Linked DNA regions of Sus scrofa: regions 1 and 2 are each linked to region 3. Evidence: chromatin contacts called from public HiChIP or PLAC-seq data. All regions are on one chromosome and are shown on one strand. The core of a region is the stretch at or near the end of the contact, and the rest is flanking DNA. Distances in the headings are between cores, read along the strand shown. Region 1 overlaps LOC106509843 (a long non-coding RNA gene). Region 2 overlaps LOC106509843 (a long non-coding RNA gene). Region 3 has its middle 110 kb from the start of ZFP36L2.

Region 1 (3,474 bases), core at 554-3,053, 140 kb before region 3:
TTGGAGGGCTGAGCTTCAGGGAGGGTGGTAGGAGAAAAGTCAGGGTTTTCCTAAGATCAATGGAGTAGGGACTCACATTGAGCCTGCCCCCTGGACCAAGCCTGTCCCTCTCCCCTCTGCACTGCCGTGGCAGCTTAGTGCTTGGTTAGCAGTAGAGTGAATTGGCTCATTGGTGGCAAAACTGGACAGAGTTTGTCTTTATTCATCTCCTCTCTGCCTGTTCTTTGTCACCATCTGAGGTCCTATTAAGGACTTTACGTGTTATCTCAGTGAAGAAAGCTTCATTTTGAAAGATGAACATAAAGAATGAAAAAACTCCGTCCCACCCTCCAAAATGAACACTTTGTGGTGAGATTTTAGGCAGCAGAGATTTTGGGGTTGGAGAACTTCCTGCGGCCTCTGGGTCACTATCGTTGACTTCTTTTCCTGCCCATTCCCTTCCTCCTCTTCCTTTTCCTCCTCCTCCTCTTCTTTTTAAAAAATCATTTTGCATCCCCCTCCCTTCTTCCCGACCCCAGAGCCTGCATGTCATTCAAGGCCTACTTCCAGGCCTCTTGCCCAGGAGGCCTTCTCTAGACCTATGCGCACGCACAGTGGCCAGCCCTGTCATGGGCCGTCCTGGCTCAGGGTTCCTTGGCCCTCGCAGTCTGGGCTGTGTGCTTCAGGGTCTCTTCCTGGACTGGGCCAGTCCTCCATATGCTGCTTACAGATTCTTTGATTCTTTTTTTTTTTTTTTTTTTTTTTTTTTTGCCTTTTTTAGGGCTGCTTCCGTGGCATATGGAGGTTCCCAGGCTAGGGGTCTAATCAGAGCTATAGCTGCCGGCCACAGCCACAGCCACAGCAATGCCAGATCCAAGCTGCGTCTGCAACCTACACCGCAGTTTATGACAACGCTGGATCCTTAATCCACTGAGCAAGGCCAGGGATCGAACCTGCAACCTCATGGTTCCTAGTCAGATTCGTTAACCACTGAGCCACGGCGGGAACTCCTGATTCTTTTAAGCAGTTTGCTCTCAGAGCCCCAAGTCTACATGGAACTGCTCTGGGTGCTTTTGCAAGAATTTCTACTCTGAGAAGTCATTTTAAAGTGACCTCTTGGGCTGGGGGTTTGGGATTGGCATATGCACACTGAAGTATGTGGAATGACTGGCCAGTGGGGACCTGCTGTATAGCACAGAGAATTCTACCCAATATTCTGTGACAATATGTGTAGGGAAAGAATCTGAAGGAGAACGAATATGTGTAGATGTGTCATTGCATCGCTCTCGTACAGCAGAAGTTATCACAACATTGTAAATCACCTATGTTTCAATAAAACTTTAAAATAAATGGGGGGAAAAACCAGAAACAAAAACAAAACACACCAAAGAAAGGAGAGAGATTTTATTTTTCTTGTTCACTTCTGTATACCTGGCACTTAAAGTAGTGTCTGGAATGTAGGTAATATTCAATAATTGTTTGAATAAATGAATCAGTGAGAGAAAAAAACTAAAGTGCCCTCTTAAGGCTCTTCCTGTGCTGAGCTTTAAAGTTTTTCTGCCTTTCTTCTCATTTCCCGCATGGCGCCTGGTTCAGTGTTTGGGGAGGATAGATGCTTAGGGAGGGATCATTGAACTGTTAAGGCTTCTTCTTTCCGGAAGCAAGTCTGAAAGCCCTTTGAGGCAATGGCGGCAAAGTTCTGTTTTCAAAGATCTCCCACCAAGGAGGCCTCTCCAAGGCAGTGCACTGTCAGGGCTTGGGGAATCAGCCCTTTTCTGAGACTACCCTGCTTCCTGTTTCTCGGCTGTGTGGACGCTCTAGCACCTTCTCTGGCTGGCTGGCTTGACGTTCCTCTGGGGCCAATCTCTGGGCCTATCTTCTGGCCTGGAAACCACAGCTGGCCCTTCTTGAAATGACTCAACATCCAAGTTGGGAGTTCCCCTTGTGGCTCAGTGGGTTAAAAACCTGACTAGTGTCCCTGAGGATGTGGGTTCGATCCCTGGCCACACTCAGTGGGTTAAGGATCCGGCGTTGCTGCAAGCTGCGGGGGAGGTTGCGGATGCAGCTTGGATCCTGTGTTGCTGTGGCTGTGGTGTAACTGGTGGTTGCAGCTCCAATTTGACCGCTAGCCTGGGAACTTCCATATGCTGCCTCAGGTGCAGCCCTAAAAAGAAAAGAAAAGAAAACAAAAGTACAGCTTGGGCTCAGCTCCAGCCCCTCCTCTTGGCTCCAGGCAGCCAGTCCCACAGGACCAGGCCAGGACCACAGAGGTCCCAGCTTTTCTCAGAAAGATCCCACTACTGACCAGGGAGAGCCATGCCAGAAATTCTGCAAAATGCAAGCGCATAAGCACATTCAAGCCGTAGGCTTTTGGTTTCTTGTCCCCATGGCTTCATTCCACCAAACTCCATGTTGCCCAGATGGAGGGAGGGAGTTCCTCTCTGACTGGAGCACGTTTTCCCTGTGACTTGCCCCAGGACTCATGTCTGCAGCCACCAGGAACCCACTGGGGCTGGGCCTGGAGGAGGGAGGCAGAGCCTCTGGGGTTGAGGCCAGAGTAGAGCCTCCTGCCCCCCCGGAGCCTGGACCCGGGACCCCAGCACCCCTGGAAAGTGTGGTCCCTCAAGGAACCCACTCTAGACAAAGCCAGAGGAGGTGTTTGGATCTGGGTTTGAGTTTGCACTGTGACCTGATATTCAAAGGCCCTTTGGTACCCTAGGACACAGCACCTGTGTTCCCAGCATTCAACGCAGGACCTCCTGCCCGCCTCTCTCCCTCCCCAACACTCTAGCCACGGGATGGAAGGAATGGAAGGGGCGGCTGAAGACACAGGTGGAAACAATCCTTCCTTCACATTTGCTTGAGACCCCAAGGCCTTCGCATCTTGCCGAGCCTGAGTTATTCTTCTCTTAGTGCATTGAGTCCACTGCCTGGAACAGCCTCAATGCCCTCACCCCATCCACATCCTCCTTGTTCTTCCGGGTGTGGCTCAGTCCCGGCTTTACCACCTCCCTCCCTACCCTGGAGCCCCCAGGGACTTCTTTTTCTCCTTTGAGCTCTTAACTCTTGACGTCTGCATCTCTCTCACGCGGCATTAATCCACATTCAACATTGTGACATTGTTCATTGTCTCGTGCATCTATGAAGTGTTTTGTGTGTTTATTTTCCACACATTTTAAACCAGCTCTTCCCAAGAGTATGTAAGCTACATAAGTAACTAAAACATTTCCAGTTGTCACATAGACAAAGCACAAGGAAACAGGCAAAATTAGTATTTTATTTAACTCAATATATAAAAAATATGTGGAAACAATATAAAAATTATCAACGAGATATTTTACGTTTTGGGGGTACAAAGTCTTTAAAATCTGATATGTATTTTACACTTATAGGTCATGTCAGTTTGGCTGCTAAATTTTCATTGAAAACTATGAATCTGTATTTAATAATGACCTCTCCTTTTCTTATATATATGATAAATATTGGACCAGAGGA
Region 2 (3,176 bases), core at 176-2,675, 230 kb before region 3:
GTTATGATTTTTTATATGATTGAATGTTTGCACAATATTGAAAAAAATGGAATTGAAGTATTCAGCACATCAGGGATTCTGTTGATGGGCCAGTGACGTTTGAATGAATAATAATATAAAAATATTTATATTATAGAGACATTTATGATTCATAAATTAATATATATTATCTTTAAAATTTATTTTCTGGACTTAATTTCAGCTTTAATAATAGAGAACTCAATTTGTGTTCCAGAGACAGTAATGATCTAAAGGATTAAAAATGAGATGCACTTGTATTCAGAGTGGTTTCAGTTACCTGTGGCTGCCTAACAAAACACTCCAAAGCTTGGTGATTTAAAATAGGCCATCTTTTATGGTTCTGTGGGTTGACTGGGCTCAGCTAAACATCTTTTCTGCTGCTTTGCTTAGGAATTCTCCTGTGCTTGTGCCTTGGTGCACAGCCTTGGGGCTAGACTCGTCAAGAGGCTCAACTGAGATACTGGGACAGCTGGTCCTTTGCTTCTTTCCATATCATCTCTGGGCCTCTCTCTCCACTTGGTTTTCTCCAGTAGGGTAACTGGACTTCCCAGATGGAAGCTCAGGACTCCTGGAGGGAGTATTTCAAAAAAGAAGAAGAGATGGGATTCCCATCATGGCGCAGGGGAAACGAATCAGACTAGGAACCATGAAGTTGTCCGCGTCTGCAACCTACACCACAGCTCACGGCAACGCCGGATCGTTAACCCACTGAGCAAGGGCAGGGACCGAACCCGCAACCTCATGGTTCCTAGTCGGATTCGTTAACCACTGCGCCACGACGGGAACTCCGAAGTTGTGGGTTTGATCCCTGGCCTCACTCAGTGGCTTAAGGATCTGGCCTTGCCATGAGCTCTGGTGTAGGTCCCAGACGCAGCTTGGATCTGGCATTGCTATGGCTGTGGCATAGGCCGGCAACAACAGCCCTGATTAGACCCCTAACCTGGGAACCTCCAGGTGACACAGGAGCGGCCCTAAAAAGACAAAAGACAAAAAAAAAAAAAAGAGAAAAAAAAAAAGGAAGCAGAAACTTCCAGTCCTCTTAAAGGCTACATCCAAAGCTTGTGCAATGTATGTCCAGTGCGTGCCATGTGTTAGCATGAGTCACAGGTCAGGCAAGATTCAGTGTGGGGAGGACCACACAGGGCATACATTCCAGGAGGTCTTGTTCATTGGGCCTTCCTTGGAGGCTAGGTACCTCAGTGCTATAAAGGAGTGATGTCACAAAAGCCCTAAAGCCTGTGGTTTGCTTGGGGAGAGCTGGAGGGCAGAAGCTGGGGAGCCTTGAGGAGTTCCTAAAGGCTTGGAACAGTAAGGAAACTGTTATTGAAGGCTGGAGAAGAGGGACCTGAGATGGTCACTCAGAAGGATTCTCCCTATCGTCATGGGGAAGTAGCAAGGCAGCCTAATAAACCCATGATCTGAAGGAAGCCGTTCCCAGCAGAATGTCGAAAGTGCTCCTTGGCTTCTTCCAGCTGACTCTGATAAAGCAGGAAAAGACAGAAATGACCTAAAGAAGCTTCGGAGCAGAATGTAGGAAAGCTAAGGAGCCCTGGTCTACTCTTCTAATCAAAAAAGTCTGGAAAAGTAAGAAGTGGTCTCAGGGCAAAGATAAGGTCCAGGATGCTGCCAGCAAAACGTGGTCTCTAGCATAGTCGTGGGTGTGTCTGTAAGACCCTTTAGAAATATTTAAGGGCATGCCCTCCCCGTTTTGGAGAGACAACAGGGCTGCTAAGAATGTTAAAGGCATGCTTCTTAGGTCCTCTCTGTTGGAGAATATGAGGCTTAAGGTGAGAAGGGCCTTTTGGGAAATAAATGGGGGTGTTATGCCTTTTGTCTAAGGGAGTAGGTTATAGTTAGATATCTAAGAAACCCCCAAATCTTTTAAGAGAATTTTTTCAGCTTGGATTGAAAGGGTCAAAGACAATTCCAAATGAAGAGACCTTTTTTATGGGCAGGAAGCAGGCTGAGAAGTCAGTCTGGCTGCAAACACTGCCCATTTCTTCTGGAAAAGGAGGGATACCTCAGAACATGGAGCTCAGAGCTCTCTGGAGAACCACTCTCACAAAGCAGGACCTGGCTTGATTTCAGAATTGCTCCACACAGCTTTCTCCCCCTTTTTGAATGAGAGTGTAGGTAGCAGTTGTCCTGTGCCTATTCCCTTGCCGTGTGATAGGTCTGGGGAGGAAGATAACTTGTCTCTTTAGTTCACGGGCCCTCACATTGAGAGACAGCCTCCCTAAGCACCCACACCTGAGGGGCCTCCTCTGCAGTCACCTGAACTGGATGTTGAGGTCCTGGGTTTGGAGCCTAAGCCTGTGAATCTCATTCACGGATCAGACTTCGGGTGGGGCGTCTCAGACAGTGAGTGTCTTTTGATCATGTGAGGGATGTGATTCATTAGGGGCCAGAGACTAATGGGGACAGTCTTCAAAGCTAGTCCCCAGTGAACCTCATCTTCTGGTATTCATGACCTCCTATGGTCTCTGTCTTTTTCTGGACTGTCCCTATGACTCACTTTTGGCCAATAGAAAGCAGCAACAGCGATGCTGTGTGATTTCTGAGGACAGGTCCCAGGAAGCCTTTCAGCTTTGGCCTGGGTCTTTTAGAATGCTCCTTCTGGGATAAGCCAGCCATCGTGTAAGAAGTCTGATGCCTCTGAGACTGCTGTGCTCTGAGGAGGCCAAGCTAGCCCTGTGGACAGGTGGCAGGAGAAAGCCGTGTAGTCAGCCAGACTCCACCTGTTCCAGTCGCCGCAGCCAAGTACTGGATATGAGAAGGCACACGCTGCCATCTTGAATATACCATCCAGCTGAACTTGCATTTGACACTAGACCTTATCACCATCTGACTGCAAGCACACAAGAGACGTCCCCTCTCCAAGTGACCACTGAGCCAGTCAATCCACAGAACTGTGAGAAACATTATTTATTTATCTGGCTGTGCCCCTGGCATGTGCAAGTTCTGGGCCAGGGATAGAACCTATGCCATAGCAGCGACAGTGCTGGTCCTCAACCCGCTGAGCCACCAGGGAATTCTTAAACATAATGTATTTTAAGCCACCAAGTTTGAGGATGTTTTTGTACAGCAATAGATAACTGCAACTGTTAAAAAATTATATGTATTTTAATAAAAATGCAAACCAGTTATAAAAGATC
Region 3 (3,516 bases), core at 226-2,725:
CCTTAATCCACTGAGCAAGGCCAGGGATTGAACCTGCAACCTCATGGATCCTAGTTGGGCTCATTACCGCTGAGCCACAACAGGAACTCCTGGGCTGTGCCATCTTGACGAAGCTCCTCCCTCTCACCATGTCCCTGTGCCCCTCAGAGGAAACCATTGGCTGGGCCTTTGGGCCAGAGCTGGGCAGGTTCCCAGCACCCTTGATGTTTGCTTCCAATCCAAGAAAAAGCTAGGCTCCCCAGCTGGGAACTCCTGCCCTCCCCCTTCTCCTTTTCTTTTCTCCCCCCTCCCCCACCCTTGCACTTTCCCCCAGCACCCCCCCAACCCCAAGAAGTTTCCAAAGTGACCACATGTGGGCCCAAATCAAACCCTTGTCCTCAGGCCTCTGCTGGCACTTCTCCCAGATCGCCCACCTTCCTCCTCCAGCTCCGCAGCCCGGCCACCCTCCTCACCCCTGCCCCCGCCATTCCTCTTTGTGGACAACTTTCTAAATGCAGCCAAACTTCCCCTTTCAGTCCACAGCCCCCAGAAAACAGCTGCAAAAAGTCAGCGGCTCGGCAAGTTCTCTTGCAAAGTTTGGCCGAGAGTAACAGCCACTCGTTCTAGCCATTGCCACCCTCTCCCAGGCTCAGAAGGCCAGTCTCCCCCTCCAGGAAACAGTGAGAAGCCCCCGCTCCAGTACTGCTCCCGGGGTCACAGTCTCCCCAGCAATCTAATCTAGAGAGAACTCCTGAAAGGGGCCCGGCTGAGGGTAGCTGGGGGAAGTTGACCGCCCGAAACCTGACGGGTTTCCTGACCTTGCCCAAGCCCTCTGTGACCCTGGGCACCTCACTTACTCCCCCCACCACTGCCCCCCCACACCCAGGCACAGGCCTCTCCTTTGGAGAACAAGGGATGGATACATTGGTTGATTTTCCAGGCCCCTTCCAAGTCTGAAATTCCACACATGGGTCGTTTCTCCCTAGGGTGCCCAGGGATGGGAGAGAAGCTGTGCCCAGGGACACCCGTCTCACTGAGGGTGGTCTGACCAGGCCTCCGAAAATGCATTCTTCGTCCTCTCGGTGACAGTCGGCCCCCTGTAAAAGAGAGGCTCTCACGCCCGAGTCTGATCAGAATCACCTGGGAAAACCACACCATCTCCGACCCCAGCTACACTCCGGACCAAAGAAACCAGAATCTCAGCTCAGGGCCTGGTCCTCAGTCTGTTTGGAAGGTTACTCAGGTGATTCTGAATGAGCAGAAAGAGTTCAGAACCATTGTGGAAAAGGCATCTAGAAACGAAAGAGGAAGCTGTAAGCCAGAGATGCCACATCTGGGTGCCACCTTCTCTGCTGAGAAGCTCTTGAGGCCAGTGGGATGGACTCCGTGAGTAGCGAGGCTTGTCTGTCGTGGATGGGTGGGGAGGGCTGTGGACTGCCCCTGGGGCTGCCCCGCTGCACCCCCACCCTGGCAGGATACTAGGTTCAGGGCCAGCTACTGGGTGCTGGCTCACTGGCTTGCCTGCTCCCTACCAGGCCCCCAAGGCCTCCCTGTGCCCCTCCAAGGCAGATGGCCCCAGGACTGTGGTCCGGGCCCTGGAAACCAACCTCACAAGAGGCAGGAGGCCCCAGGGCAGCTCGAGCCCTCTGAGGGCTTTGTGTGGATTGAGAAAAGGAAAATAGAGAAGGGAAACCGAAGCAGGGCCGAAGGCAGTGAAGGAGAAAAAGACAAGAGAAAGGGGAAGGACTCTGAGGTCAGAGAGTCATGTGAATGGCATTTAGGGAACAAAGCCCCCACTGCCCTGCCCCCTGCTCCCCCTTCATCCATCATCCTCTGGGCCTGGTAAGAAGCACTCTTCTGCCAGGGCCCTGGGCGCAGAAAGCATTGCTGCGCACACAGAAAGCCCAGATCCAGAAATCTGCCAGTTCTGAGTCTGTGAGCCCTGTCCATCCTCCCTCTGGGCAGAGCTAGCAAAGCCCTCCCTACCTGGCACTCTCAGATCCCTGCCTCCTTGGCTCGCGGCAGCCAGGGTCTCTCATCAGACATTGGCCATCAAATCTGGCCGCTCCCAGACCAAAGTAAAGGCTCAATCCAACTCCCAAGACACTTGGCATCGTACCAAGGAGATCCAGGTAATGCTGGTGACTAGCTGTGACCTTGAGCAAACCACCTCCTTCCCCTCCCCAGGCCTCAAGTGCCTGATCTTGTCTGCCTTTCTCTGATGGCACATTTGGAAGGAAGGCATGTCTCTGTATCCCCAGGGGTCAAGAGCCTGGGCTCTGAAGACAGAGACCTGGGCTCATCTCTTGGCTCTGCCACTTGCTGGAGTTTTAATCTCTGTGCCTCCATGTCCTCACTTGGAAGGTGACAGTTAATAGATGGACGGCAGAACATGAGAAGACATCACAGGTCCAAACCAACATGGGTCTCATCTCTAGAATAGCTTTGTCCTTTTTTTTCTTTTTTTTTTTTTTTTTTCGTTTTTGGCTACCCCATGACATATGGAGTTCCTGGGCCAGGGATCACATCTGAGCTGCAGTTGCAACTTAAGCCACAGTGGCGGCAACGATGGATCCTTAACCCACTGTGCTGGGCTGGGGATCGAACCTGCATCCTAGCACTCCAGAGATGCCACAGATCCCATTGTACCATAGTGGAAATTCCAAAAACCACCCTTCACAAACCAAAGAAGGAGATGGCAGACTGAATGGAAAACTGAGCAAAGGATACAAGCAGGCAGTTAACAGCTGCAAGAACCAACGCGAACAGGGTACCGATTAATGTATCAGAGAGGGAGGTACAAGTGACGAATGGGACAGAAGGGATGGTGATTCCCACCCTAGGGGTGATTTTGCCCCCCCCCATCCCCCACCACCACCAGGGGATGTTTGGCAATGTCTGGAGACTTTTTCTGTTGTCATAAGGTGGGGGTGCTATTGGCATTTAGTGGCTAGAGACCAGGGATGCTGCTGAACACTCCATAATGCCCAGAACAGCCCCCGTAACAAAGAAATATCTGACCCCAAATGTCAATGGAGTTGAAGCCTAGAGGATGGATAAACAGACAGGTGAAGGGGCCTGGCTAGGACAGTGAGCTGCTGAAGCATATGACTCATGAAAATAAATCCACTCAAAGGGCAATGATAATGGTCCCTAAGTGTTTGGCAGACAGTAGCAGTTTCGATTCATGTTCGATACTCTGCTGCTACGCTTTCCGTGAGGGGTCCGGACTCCTCAGCCCTCTTCCGATGCTCCAGCAGCAAAGCTGTGGACCTCAGGCTGGAGAGGGTGAGCAGTCACGGTGGGCAGCACAGCTCTCGCCCCTGCGCCCCAGAGGTGGGACGGGCGGGGGGGGGCAGCGGGAGCTATAGAAGGGCAGAGACGGAAAAAGGAAAAGAGGGGAGGGGTGCCTGGGCTGAGGAGCGAAGAGGAAGAGAAAGGAGACACTGCAAGCTTCAGAGTTTCACAACATCACAAAAATACCCAGAAAGTTGGGGGGGGGGGTTGCACAGGGAGAAGTTCAAGTTGAGCAACAGC

The links. HiChIP or PLAC-seq counts read pairs in DNA pulled down with a chosen protein or histone mark.
Region 1: an H3K27ac HiChIP or PLAC-seq map of alveolar macrophages shows a contact between it and region 3. The contact joins two enhancer-like sites. A contact is called at or near these places in 2 of 2 datasets of contacts at active chromatin or transcription factors (alveolar macrophages and skeletal muscle).
Region 2: a contact with region 3 is called in an H3K27ac HiChIP or PLAC-seq map of alveolar macrophages. The contact joins two enhancer-like sites. A contact is called at or near these places in 2 of 2 datasets of contacts at active chromatin or transcription factors (alveolar macrophages and skeletal muscle).

What each region holds. Positions count from the first base shown.
Region 1 is chr3:97,446,415-97,449,888 of Sscrofa11.1, reverse strand. All of the region lies in intron 4 of LOC106509843 (a long non-coding RNA gene), which reads left to right. Among named protein-coding and RNA genes, the nearest start is that of TRNAI-UAU, 120 kb to the left of the region's middle. Within about 2 kb of position 1,803, at least 5 of the 83 cell types and tissues checked have an H3K27ac peak or open chromatin away from gene starts, as enhancers often do. A contact at or near this core is called in alveolar macrophages, where this site is marked.
Region 2 is chr3:97,541,345-97,544,520 of Sscrofa11.1, reverse strand. The region is part of intron 2 of LOC106509843 (a long non-coding RNA gene); the gene reads left to right. Among named protein-coding and RNA genes, the nearest start is that of TRNAI-UAU, 25 kb to the left of the region's middle. Within about 2 kb of position 1,425, at least 14 of the 83 cell types and tissues checked have an H3K27ac peak or open chromatin away from gene starts, as enhancers often do. A contact at or near this core is called in alveolar macrophages, where this site is marked.
Region 3 is chr3:97,307,045-97,310,560 of Sscrofa11.1, reverse strand. No RefSeq gene overlaps it. Among named protein-coding and RNA genes, the nearest start is that of ZFP36L2, 110 kb to the right of the region's middle. Within about 2 kb of position 1,475, at least 34 of the 83 cell types and tissues checked have an H3K27ac peak or open chromatin away from gene starts, as enhancers often do. A contact at or near this core is called in alveolar macrophages, where this site is marked.